Regions from separate parts of the Rattus norvegicus genome. Here region 1 is linked to region 2. Evidence: chromatin contacts called from public Hi-C data. All regions are on one chromosome and are shown on one strand. The core of a region is the stretch at or near the end of the contact, and the rest is flanking DNA. Distances in the headings are between cores, read along the strand shown. Region 1 overlaps Msra (methionine sulfoxide reductase A). Region 2 overlaps Msra (methionine sulfoxide reductase A).

What was found. A called contact is a pair of places that touch in the nucleus more often than the background predicts.
Region 1: a contact with region 2 is called in a Hi-C map of prefrontal cortex, with 1.7 times the contacts expected there. The contact joins two enhancer-like sites. A contact is called at or near these places in 3 of 12 Hi-C or Micro-C datasets (frontal cortex, hepatocytes and prefrontal cortex).

What each region holds. Positions count from the first base shown.
Region 1 is chr15:42,804,369-42,810,707 of GRCr8, reverse strand. All of the region lies in intron 1 of Msra (methionine sulfoxide reductase A), which reads left to right. Among named protein-coding and RNA genes, the nearest start is that of Msra, 45 kb to the left of the region's middle. Within about 2 kb of position 1,332, at least 15 of the 93 cell types and tissues checked have an H3K27ac peak or open chromatin away from gene starts, as enhancers often do. A contact at or near this core is called in prefrontal cortex, where this site is marked.
Region 2 is chr15:42,757,468-42,764,171 of GRCr8, reverse strand. All of the region lies in intron 1 of Msra (methionine sulfoxide reductase A), which reads left to right. Among named protein-coding and RNA genes, the nearest start is that of Msra, 92 kb to the left of the region's middle. Within about 2 kb of position 2,646, at least 18 of the 93 cell types and tissues checked have an H3K27ac peak or open chromatin away from gene starts, as enhancers often do. A contact at or near this core is called in prefrontal cortex, where this site is marked.

The DNA.
Region 1 (6,339 bases), core at 83-2,582, 48 kb before region 2:
AAAATGATTCACACTCAACTCTCATCTTGGAGAGAAAACTGTTCCGAGATGTTGTGCCAGATAAAAAACGTGTCGGGTGCTCAATTCTTAGAAAGTTCCAGATGGTCAGTGAAGGTGAGCCTTTCTGCAGAAGAGGCAATATGGCTGGAGGGATATGTTCCAGAATTATAACTTGGGTAGAATACTAGGAACAGTGAAGTTTGGGGTTGTTTCTACAGTACTCGAAGCTCCCGGGGCAGGCTGAGATCCGAGGAGAAGTGTACTCAGGGTGAATGACTGCAGTTTAGCAAAGACACTACCTACAAAAGTATGGTCAGGGTCAAGAGAAACAAATGGGGGTGGGCAGAGGCTGCAGCAGTTAGTGTCAGTTTTATTACCCTAGGCCAGAAGAGGAGCAGGGCAGTGCCGTTTTAAGAATGGAAGTGGGCCGGGGCTGGAGAGAGCGGTTAAGAGCACTGTCTGCTCTCCCAGAGGTCCTGAGTTCAAATCCCAGCAACCACATGGTGGCTCACAACCATCTGTAATGGGATCGGATGCCCTCTTCTGGTGTGTCCAAAGACAGCTACAATGTACTTCTACAATAAATAAATAAATCTTAAAAAAAAAAAAAAGAATGGAAGTGGGCCACAGACTACAGATCCGGTGTTTCCAAGTCCTCTAGAGCCCCCAACATTGCCAAGGATCAGTTTTGGTTGTACTCAATCAATTCTTCTGAATGTTATTCTCCATTTGATTTTCTAGACCTGCCCTGTGCTTGGATGGGCTGCGTATACTCCAAAGGGCTTTCTGGCTCTCTGACTCTAGTGTGTTGGCCAGTGGGAGACACTGTTAGGAGACTGGACAACTGAGAGATTGGTTGGAAATTGATTCTTGCAGATTCTCTTGTCTGTGTTTGGCCATGATAGAATTAATTCCTCTACTGAAGAGCACAATTACCTGAGCCAACTAAGTATGCTGTGGGGTTCTCATGGTTGAGGTGAGTGCTTGCTCTACTAATTGGGAGAGGCTGATAGCTTGGAAACGTGGACTAATACACACCACACATGCAAGGGGGAAGCTTTTGTTTGCGCTTGTCTTGCTCAGGATTTTAGAACTCAGTGAAAGCTAGTAACTTAAAAATGCCACTGAGAGAGTATGGGTGCCATGAGGCTCTTGGCATGGATGCTGCTGGCAATGGTGGGCGGTTCCTAGCTTTCTCTGTGAGGTAGGAGTGAGATGATGATGTGGGATCCTAAGGCATGTAAAGGTTTGAGAAAGAGGAGGTGGAGAGGGGGCTGGTTGGAGCCCGGAGAGGGACTCCATAGAGCACAGATCTGCACGAGGCTGGCGTCTATCTATACTTATCATTGCATCAGCCCATGGCTGTGCTATCCTCAAGCTGTGTTCTGTAGGTTGGGGTGAGGAAGAGGCAGATGCTCAGAACAGTCCAGGGATCTGGTGGGGGTGGACATGGTTGCAGCATGAGAGAGTGAAGATTTGTTTTGATTTAGTTTAGGGGAAACAATCCACCACAGGAGGGAAGGTATGGTGGCATCATGATGCTGGGAGATTGTAGGTCTGCTTGCCACCATCTCTGTGGATCAGGAAGCAGAGACAGGACTGGAAATAAGGCTGGTTATAAATCTCAAAGCATACCCCTTCCCTAGGCCCACTTTCTAAACGTTCCATGATCTCTTAAAATACCACCACCAGCTGGGGGCCAACTTTTAAAATAGAAGTCTGTGGGGACATTTTACCCCTGTACCATATTCTTAACTACTTTAGGATCTCTGGGTTCCAACTCTAACTTTGGAGTTGTGCCTTTGGCCACTGCAGATATGAGTCTACCAGAAAGGTGGGATTGTGACAATCACAAGAATGGCACCATTTTAAAGAGAATACTCTGTATGTTAGCATAGTAATGCTGAAAGAGTGAATGGTGTTACCCAGCATGCTGCAGGTGTTGTTAACAAGCAAGGTATGCAGGCAAGACTCAAATATATATATGAATGAATGAATGAATGAATGAATAAAGTATCTATCAAGCACACAGGTCTCTCTAGGAGTCAAGACAGCTTCTGAAGCTGGTAAGGAAAGATGACAAAAGGCAGAAGCCAAAGGGAAAGAGACCTGGGCTCAGCAGTACATGCAGCCTGCTCTGTCAGAACAACCCAGTCTGTGGGAGCCACGGGGTAGGGAGCAGGTCCCTGGACATTGATGGCATAAAGGAAGGACAAAGCTAGATGACTAGGGATGGACATGTGGCTCAGTTGGTAGAATGCTTGCCAGGTCTGCACCAATCTCTAGGTTTCATCCACAGCACTCAGTAAACTGGGTGCAGTGGTGCACACTTTGGAAGTCCAGACAGGAGGACTGGAAGTTCAGAGTCATTTCTGCTACATGGAGTTTGAGGCCAGGTTGAAGTACATGAGACCCTGTCCCCAAACAGACAGGCAGGTGAGCAAGGAAGCAAGCAAGCTGTTCCCTGGCCCGTGAAAAAGAAAGGGATTAAACTGTGCTCTGGCTGGAAGGGCAAGCGCATCCAGAGAATGGATTAGGGCCGAGACAGTGGAAGCGTGATGCTGAAGAGAACAGGGGTGTTGGGAATGACCATGTAAGGCAGCATTACATAAGGGCCTGTTGGCTCTGGGGCTGCATTGGTAGAGGGGCACATGTTTGGAGGTAGCTACACTGTGAGTGGTATAAGCAAAGGGGATCCAAAGATGGAGAGGAACTTTGTGGACATTGAGATGGCCCAAGGTGATGGTGGGATTTGGGGTGGACAGGCAGATCAGGAGACAAGTGGAAGACCATCAGATAAAGTGTCAACATTTCCAGGGAGAAAGTGGTACGAGGAAGGCTGAGAAGCTGGGGCGTATGGTGGTGTGGCTGCAAAGGGCTTATGTCTAGGGAGAGGGAAAGATGGCTTTTCCTGAGCTATTCAGAGTCTTTTTTTAGCAAGTCCCTTTGCACTGGGTGTGGCGCTGCCACGTTCTGGCCATTGGCCTGCTCTAGGTATGAATTCTGCAGAAAAGCTAAATGGTTGTGGTGCTGTAATTGGATCTGAGACGCTCTCCCTGCTGCTCTGATTCTAGTTTGATATTAAATAGGCTATCTTCCATGAGACATCAGTCAGTAAATAGAACAGGAGGTATGGCTAAATAGTTAAAATTATTTTCATCATCGTGATTGTGATCTGCCTTGCCATTTCCAACCAGATAGCCACTTATCTTCCTTGAAATTTTGCAAGAAATCTATTATTCAAGAATGCGGGCGTGATTTTGGGGGTGGTTGAGTTAAACATTTTTTTTTATGGATTAGATATGAAATTCAGTAAAAATAATTGAATTAAATTGAGTGACATGAATAATTCATGACATGTAATTTCACATCAGTTCTGGTGTAAGAGTAAAGCGATCAGTTTGTGTGCTGGGAAAATGTATTTTATTATTTAGAAAGGTAGTGAACATTTGCTATTTTGGAGGATAATTCATTTTGTCATTAAATGGAGATATAAATTGTGAGAGGAAAGGAAAGCATACACTTCAACAAGAGGCCCTGATGCAGTTCACCTCTTCCCTCTTCGTGCTGAAGCACTTGCTGCTCTGTGTCAGTCACGAGTGACCCAGTGGACTGGCTTAGCCTTCCGGATTTTCCAGATGAGTCCAGTAATTGTGACAGATTGTTTCAGGGAGCATGGAAGGCTGGAGTTTCCTTTGAGGCGTTTCTTGATTACTAGGAGACTTTCTGGCCTCCCTGTCCTGCATACTACTGTCTTGGGATGCCTGCAGGGACAGAGCATGGATCAGGCCTCTTTTGATTATTGGTGTGGGTGTAGAGATGGCTTCCACTGTGAGATCAGTGTCCTTTCTACAGATTGTTAGCAAACCTGACCATGGTGGGAGATGTCCGTCCTCTCATCATGGAAACCTTGAAACAGTGATATCATTCATTCCTCCAAGGGCTCAGGGCACAAGATCAGGTCTGGGGAGACTCTAGCAGGGCCCAGCACAGTGGGGGGAAAGTTTAGATGGCATGGAGGAATGAATGAGTTCTGGACTGTTTGTTTAAGTAATTCCATTTTGAACCATGAATGGTTTAGAAGTCATTTGTTTAGTGGTCATTTTAATGGTCTGTTTTGTTCCTCAAGCGTAGTTGTGGCCAGACTATAGTGTCTCAGGTACAGTGAAAAGATGTTAGTGTAGGAATTGGGGCTTTCCAGAGGTCTTGTTAGAGTAGAAAAAGCCTTCCCTGGCTGGAGACCTAACATTACCTACCGACTGGCCCTGTGGTCAGTCACTTAGCTGAGGACCATCTTAGGAAGGCAAGTTCTCCTTAAGTCATGCTAAAGAGATGGGTGGAAGAACTACTCCTTTAATGGAAGACTTTTCCTTCCCCAGACTCCCATCCCAAGGGCAGCCAGTGGATTATGGGGCTGCAACTATGCTGCTTCATAAGTCTGCCTGATTTGAAAATCAGATTGTTCAGAAAAGTGTGATTTTTTTCCCTTCCCTTCTTTCTGTATTTGTTCTAAACATGCTTTCCCTAACATTTTGGGCTTTGCTAACATTTTGGTCTTCCTTATTCTTTCTCTAAAGCCCACTGTCTTAGTTAGGGTTTTATTGCTGTGAACAGATACCTTGACCAAGGCAAGGTAACTCCTATAATGATAACATTTAATTGGGGCTGTCTTACAGGTTCAGAGGTTCAGTCCAGTATCGTCAAGGTGGGAACATGGCAGCACCCAGGCAGGCATGGTACAGGAGGAGCTGAGAGTTCTACATCTTCATATGAAGGCTGCTAGAATACTAACTTCCAGGCAGCTAGGATGAGGGTCTTAAAGCCCATGTCCACAGTGACACACCTACTCCTACAGAGCCACACCTTCTAATAGTGCCATTCCCTGGGCCAAGCCTACACAAACCATCACTCCCCTTATCCACCATGTGTCTGTCCACCATGTGTCTGACCTCTAAGCCAGTTTAATAAATGACATGGCATTTTTTCCTCTCTCCTCCATGTTTCTCCTTGGGGATAGGGGTTTATAGCCTGCCTGACTTAGAGCTTTCCTCTTTTAATCCCTAAGCCTCGGTTGGAATTTATTCTTAAATTTGTTTATTAATGAAACAAAGAAACCCCAGGGGACCCTAATTTTCCCTGTATCATCTGGTAACTATAGAGGGACCCCAAAATGTAGTCACAATTCCTGAAACCTTCTTTTTAACATCAAACACAATCAATGAATTTTTGATACTGGGATTCAGGCACTTTTTTTTAATTGATAAAAAAAGAATTAGGTTACTACAGCTACTTGATTAAAATTCAAAAGTCTGTAGTAGTTAAGTAGGAGGGATCAGTAATTTTAAAATGCCAGACTTTGAATACATACAGGTAAAGAAATCTAGAAATGAACCAGTTTTAAAATGTTTATGGTATATGGATATTTAAGTCCTGAACTTGGGATATTTTTCTTAGAGATTTTTAGAAGGTTGTTTTTTGTATTGGCCAGATGTGGGATTTTTTTTCTTTCTTTTTGTATGGGATTATGTGCCACCTGCTCAGGGCTCTGAAGGGGAGTCCCTCCTGAGCCATAGCATGCCATGGGCCTGCCTGTGGACCATGGTGTACCTGGGGAGAGGAGGACAGAAGACCTGTGCTCCTTCTTGCCAGATGGTTCTCAGAGACCTTTACAGTTTCTTCTTAAAATTCCAGCAGGACTAAACATTGCCATATGTAGATTCAAGGTCAGATGACATCACTGCATAGCCCATATTTGACTGCCAGACTCAAACCACTCATGTTAGCCTGTTCTCCTGAGGTGGAACCTTTGAGGTTTGGTTTAGCAGGTCCCACAGGGAAAGAATTGCCATGCTACACCTGCTCTCCACCTGCAGTAAAGGCCTTTGTTGCTTGACTCTTCCTTCTTGTGCCATTCATACAACAAAAGCTCAGTACATGCTTATTATGCAACGGGCATGCAAGAGTGAGTGGCATTCAAAGCCTGTTGTGTTAATTATACTTTACACTGACTTTCTGCAGGACTCTCAGGAGGATTTCCTGTCTCCATGGTAAATGAGGTCTCTTGTTTACCGTTGTGGCTACTAGGCTAGCTGGCCCTCAAACTTCTGGACTTGCCCTGTCTCTGTCTCAGATTTTGCTGGAGGAGTGCTGGGATTACAGATGTGCAGTACTGCATCTGGCTTTATATGGATTCTAGGGTTCCAAAGTTGAGTCCTTATGCTCACATGGGGTGCACTCCATACACTCCAGGCACTGTCTCTTAACTGACAACCTGGCCTAAGTTTTCTTTGGCTTCTTCCCTCTTCTGCTTTGATTTGTGTTGCTATAATAACCACCATA
Region 2 (6,704 bases), core at 1,397-3,896:
GTAAGCTTGAACATGAAGATTGGTGTCCAGAGGCACTGGGGACAGCCGCAGCCATTTCTATTGTGTTGGGAATCATGGGGAGACCAATCAAATCATCATCTCCAGTATGAAATATTCAGAATACAAGGTTATTAACATATAAAAGACTTATGGGCAAATCACTTTTAAGTATGACAAGGTCTCTAAATGTTCTTGGGCTGAGCAGAGGGGGGAAAGGAATTTGGGGGGTTGTTTATCAGCAGTGCCATGAGGGAGGCTTACTTCTTCCCTTAAATCTGGCTGAATATGCATGTGTGCGCGGCATGATAATGACAGTCACGCCAGCCGGGAGATTAGCTGGGCTTTTGCTTCAGTGATTCCAACATGCTAATTCAAAGGACAGGGGGAAACAGGGGAGGCTGAGCACCATCTCCCCTGCACCCTAGCCTCTGTGCTGTGCCTTACATGTGTGTTCAGGACAGCCGCACTGAGACCCCCTCACGGTGTTCAAAGCCTTGTGCTCAAAGCCGGGCGTCTTGTTCTAATTGCAAGATGAACAAAGAGAAGACACCATGCAACTCAGTGAGTAATTGCAGTTTCCCACGCAGCCACCCACTCCTCCAAGGGCAAGAAGAGTGCAGGTGACCTACGGAGGACCCCTGTGTGTCTTCCTGCTTTCATAGGCATATGAGTGGCCAGGGATGAGAAGCTCTGTGGGCACATGGGACTGCTACCCTTCTTAATGGGCACTGTGGCTGTTAGACCCTGGCAGTCTGGGCTAGAGTCCCATCTTTATGGCTTACTAGTTTTATGACTCAGGACATGGCCTTGTGGTCCTTGTACTTCAGTTTTCCTACCTACAAGAAATGTCTGTTGGGTGTGGCGGCCTGCCTGTGACATCAAGCCCAGAAGCTGGCTAGCAAGACTAGCCAGATCCACGAGCTCTTGGCTGATTAAGAGACTCCACCTCGGTGAGTAAAGTAGAGGGTGATCCAGATAATTCCCAGCGTCAACCTTGGGCTTCCACATGAACATGCACCCATGTACACATGGACCTACACATCGAATATATGCATGCACGTAAACCACACACACAGGGAAGTGGAAGGAATTAGCCATTTTTTTTTTACCCTGAGCTTGTGCTTTGAAGTCATGATGACAGCCTTGAGGTGTGGTTGGGAGGCTCAAGTGCATGCAAACTTTTCTTTACCAACAGTCCCTGTTCTATAAATTTGCTCCGCTTCCATGTGGAGTTCCAAGCTTGGCAGTAACAAAGAGTATTGCTTACTCTGCTCCTAGGCTTCCACTTCACTGCTGATGCCCACAGCCAGCTCAGATGTCCCTGTGTGGGTCTTTATATGCATGTGGGCTGTCCTTGCATTTTCATGATGAATGTGCCAGTGGGACAGACACCACAATAACTTAAAAGAATAATTTTTTGTTTTTACTCTCGAAAATTTCATACATTTATACAAAGAAATATAATCTACCCACTGCCATTTTCCTCTTCCAGTCTCCCTTGCCCTTATCCTCCACCATACATCTGCCTCGCACGCTGCTCTCTTCTCTTCTTCCTCCTCCTCTTCTTCCCCTTCCTCCTCCCTTCTCCTCCTTGGTACCCCACTAAATCCACTAGTGCTGCCCATCTATATGTGGGTGTGTGACCCTACAGTGAAGCATAGGGACTCTACCAGTGGCCACACCCTCCAAGGAGAATGAGTTTCTCTATTCTCTATCCCTAGCCCACCAATCCCATCATACCCTATCTGCTCCAGGCAGTATCTTCAGGGCTATCATTGTCTGCGATTCATAGTTGAGTGATGCTGTCTTTTGGACATGACCTGGCTATCACAGAGGCTCACCCCAGTAACTGGGGAGAATCCTGCAGTATGACTGTTGGAAGGTAGGAAAGAAAGAGGCATCATCAATTAAATACTTAAACCATGTTTTAACCCTTGTGAGGGGTCAGAGGAGACTGGTTCATTTGTTGTAGTGGTGAATTAGTTAAACCACTTTGGCTCTCAGTGGGTCCTGTGTACACTGCACCTGCCCAAAAGCTCTTGGGATTCACAAGTGAAAGAAACAGCCCCCTGCGACACACACACACACACACACACACACACACACACACACACACACACACACACGAACACCACCTAATTTTGATATGCCTTGTCTAGCTCTATGGCAGGGTCCTTCTAAACCTCCCTGCTGAATTAGCACATACCCCCTCTAGTATTCCAGAGTTAACATCTTTTAAAATCTATATTTCATCTCTGCTACCCCAGACACAATCAGGGGAGTGGCCCCTAGGGCTACTTTCCTGGATTCTTACATGGCGGCGGGCCTATAAGACTGTTTTCCTTGCTCCCCTGTCATGGTCATTCTATCTGTCACAGATCTAGGAAGGGCTTCAGCTGGAATTTAAAACTACTTCTCTTTTAAAATCTTGGACCAGCGCCTACCACTTTCTGGGCTTGAGGCTTACACAGTACACTCTCTACCCAAGCAGGAGACTCTCACACTCCCGGAAAGTGACGAACAGCTGAGGTTTTGCCAGAGTAAACCATTCAGTTGGAAGACACTGACGTCTTGACTATGCTAAGTATGTAGCAGCCCACCTGTCACATTGTTTCCAGCCGCAGGTGATGCTTACTGATGTCAGAGCATGTGCTCATGACGGGAACGTTAAGGGACTGCCTGTTCTTAGTCACTCTGGTATGCACAGGTCTGTGGAGGCGGAGCCTGACAAAGGGAGTGTCCTCAGCACTTTTGCATTTATGTAATTTTTCTCATCCTGTCTCAGTGACTGGAGATAGTGCTGGCTTTTAAATATCCAAACTGAGATAGAAGTATAACCTAGAAGGGAGCTTGGGGGATAGATCAGTGAGTACAAGCATGAGGACCTGAGTCTGAATCCTAGGATCCATATAAAAGAGCTGCTCGTGGTCATTCATAGCTGTAACTTTAATGTTAAGAGGGGAGATAGGCCAATCCCAGCAGCTCATTGGCCAGCCCATCCAGCTGAAAAGGGGAGCTTCAGTGTCTGAAGAGAATAAGGCAGAGAGTTATAGAGGCAGACACCATTATCTTTCTCTGTCCTGTGCTTTGCATGCATGAACACTGGATGTGTGCATCCCCCTACTCCCACCTCCACCTCGCCACACACACACACCACCACCACCACCACCACCACCACCAATCTCACACGGCAACAAAATCCTAGTAAGACTTCAAATTGCTTTTGTTTCAGTCAGTGGTAACTTACAGACTCTGGCTATGCTTGGGAACTGACTTGTTCCTTCAGTTTTTAAATGAGCTTAACTGACCAACCAGTGAATTCATCCAGCAGGCAACTGGCAAACCCATCCGTGCTGGAGAAAGTGAGGCTGCCCCGACCAGGGCCCTTGGAGCTGGGATGAGCTCCTGTGTACGCACTTTCTGAGTCTCGCCTCGTTCTGGTTCCCCTGCCCTTGCGCTTGCATCTCTCACCATTTGCTTATTTTATTTGAATTTTTACAGTTTAGTGTGTGTGTGTGTGTGTGTGTGTGTGTGAGAGAGAGAGAGAGAGAGAGAGAGAGAGAGAGAGACTCTCAAAGAGCCTACGGGGTGTGTCTTTCTTAACTAGGTAAAGGCTAGGCCGACATCACTTCTCACCATCCCTGCACATCATCCTGACAGAGGTGCTGGCAAGCACAATGAGGCAAGAAAGGGAATGAAACATAAAGGCATGAGGCGCACACTGTCAGTACTTACAAAAGGTTATGTCTTAGTCCGTGAAGGCGGCGCTTATATGTAATCGAAAGGTGGTTCTCACCCTCTGTCCAGCATCATCTGACGGTGTCTGGGGAGATTCCTCTTCCAGCTCATAGATGGCTGTCCTTTCACTTGTCCTCACGTGATTAAAGGGGCAGGTAGAACTACGACGGGTCTTTTGTCGTTGTTTTAAAGGAAGGGGGAACATTGGATGGTTAGTTTCACATCACTGTGACCACATCTTTGACAGAACAACTTCAGAAAGGAAAGACTCGTTGTGTCTCAGGATTTCAGAGGTGCTTCAGTCTCTGAAGTCCCCTACCATGGGGAAGGTAGGACGAAGTGCTCCATACTCAGTGGCAGGAGCATGAGGTGGCAGATTGTTCATATGACAAGCGCCCTCCCATCCCTCACCTCCCAGCTAATTCCCTGTACCAGTAACACTCTGCCGAAGTTGGGGGCGGGAGCAAGTGCAGGCACTGCCACTTTCGATGAAGTATTTGGTCTCTTTGTGCTGTTGACCATTCCCCTGCCTGTCTGTCCTTATCTCTCTGACCTCCCCAACCCTGGAAAAACTGTGAAGGTTAACATTTTAAGAGCGTTGACTCCATTTTAAATATTACATTAGGAAAATAAACCGTTAAGACAATTGAATAGCTTCTCATGCTGCCTTGCATTTGTATCAGGGCTCTTAACAGATGTCTCCCTCTTCTAGTTGCTGTGAGAGGAAAGAAGCACTTTCTATCTTTGCTGATGAGATACTAAGTAATGAACAAATTATTATTAGTGAATAGAACTGTAGGAAGGAATATACTTTTAAAGCTATCAACACTGCGGTTGCCTGGCCTTCAAATTGCTGCACTTTTGACAGCACAGGCAGACACCGCAAACGACCAATACAGGAGCACCCAGCTAATTACACAAGACAAGACTTTGGGGAAAGGCAAAATCATCAGCTCCAGCACGTGAGAACCCTTCGGGAATCATCTCTAAAGTGCCTCTGCAGTTTGTCTAGCTGGCTGTGCACAGGTGGACAGTTTGTCATTCTAGCAGTAGCACAGATCTTTTACCCACTGCTTGGATTTGCAATGCGGATCTGTTGTGTAGATCTACAGAGGCTCTTCTTACACAACGTTATGGTTGCTCCTGTGTCTCCCATGAAGGAAGAAGACACGATATCTTAGGCCCAAAGAATCCGAAGTAAGAAATGGAAACAGACGAACTTAAACTGTAGGGCAGGGAATGGATAGTGTCACATGCAATTATAGGGACAATAAAAATCATAAATAATGTCTGATTAATACCCTTCCAGTGGACAGGGGATATTGCACTGTGGCAGGGGTTTGAGGAATGGAAGTGCAGCAGACGTGTGTCACTCTTGTGGGGACAGAGGCAGTGCAGAGTAGCAGGCCCGGAGCTGGATAGTGTCTGTCACCTTGCTCAGTAGACGCTTGATGTTAAAGGAGTTCACAGCTTCTACAACCACCAAGGAGCACCTTGGAGAGAACCAGGGAGAGCTGATTAAGACTGGAGGGACTCTGAAGGGCATGGTTGTGGGACGTCTTTCTGGTGCTGACTCTGGAGCATGGTCTGAATATTGCAGCTGTGGTGGGTGGAGTGATGAGGAAGGGAAGTGATAGACAGGAGAAGGTGGACTCTGGCTACGTAATAGAATATTAACTAATGGCAGAGATTGGGAACTGTGCTGGTGGACTAGAGCTAGTTGATGTAGAAGATGGACTTGAACTCGGGCTAAAGGTGGTGGAGGAATGGGTCAACATGGGATGAGAGATGGAAACCAGAGATGAGTTCTTAAAGAGAGGCCAAAATTGAAGGAAGCAAAGTCCCTAAGCTGCAAGAGACAGAAAACGTAGCTGACTTCCTCTTCCACAGATCTTTCCATCATGTGTTGGTGTCGTAGTGATCTGTTGCTGTGAAGAGACACCATAATCATGACATCTTTTATAAAAGAAAGCATTTCTTTGCTGCTTGCTTACAGTTTCAGAGGTTTAGTCCATTATCATCCTGGTAGGAAGCACGGTGCTGGAGAAGTAGCAAAGAATTATTCATCTGAATCCACAGGCGGCAGGAAGAGAGACATTGGGCCTGCCTGGGCTTCTGAACCCTCGAATCTCATCTTTAGTGATACACTTCCTCTAACACAAAACCTACTAATCTCTTAAAATGGTGCCACTCCCTGGTGACTAAGCATTCAAATATATATAGAAATATAATCAAATATATTTAAATATATATGAACTCATGGGGGTTATTCTTATTTAAACAACCACAATTGGGCTCTACCTGTCAAGGGCCAGTAGGTCTTGTTAGGAGTAGAGCATTTGCCAGGCATATGCAAGGCCCTGGGTTCAATTCCAACCTCTAGAACCAAAAATAAATACTAAATCTTTATTTAAAAATGTCAGTGACATGGCAGGCTGCGGTGCTGAGCTACAAAGCTGCGAGGATCTTGGGGAAGTTATGTTGGTACGGTGACTTAATTATTCCCAGGCTGGGTCTCTTAAGAGTCCGGAAGGTGAAAAGTTGGGGGATGGGACAGAAAGAACCTTCCAGATGGAAAGTGGTAGCCAGTTTGGGGGGTTGGTTTTTTTTCTTTTTCCCTCACAGCCATCGCTGTGAGCCTCTCTGCTCATAGTCTCTCAGTACAGCATGTTTTATTTTAAATCTTAATACTTCTGCTTACAGTATGTGGTTCTTAAGCTCTTCAGAGAGTAGACAGCTACATGGCAGGATGCCTCTGAGCCGGAGGCTGTGTGCCTGCCTGGGGTCTTTGTTCTTTGCTGTGTGAGTCCAAAGGCAGCCTCAGCCACATCACATAACCCAGTCCTTGTGAAGTCAAGAGACTGATGGCAAAGAAGCTGAGGGGGTCAACTGAATATCAGGACACAGTCAAGACTTATCAGGCAGCTAAATCCAGCTGGAAGTCATGTTAGCACCTGATTCACTCT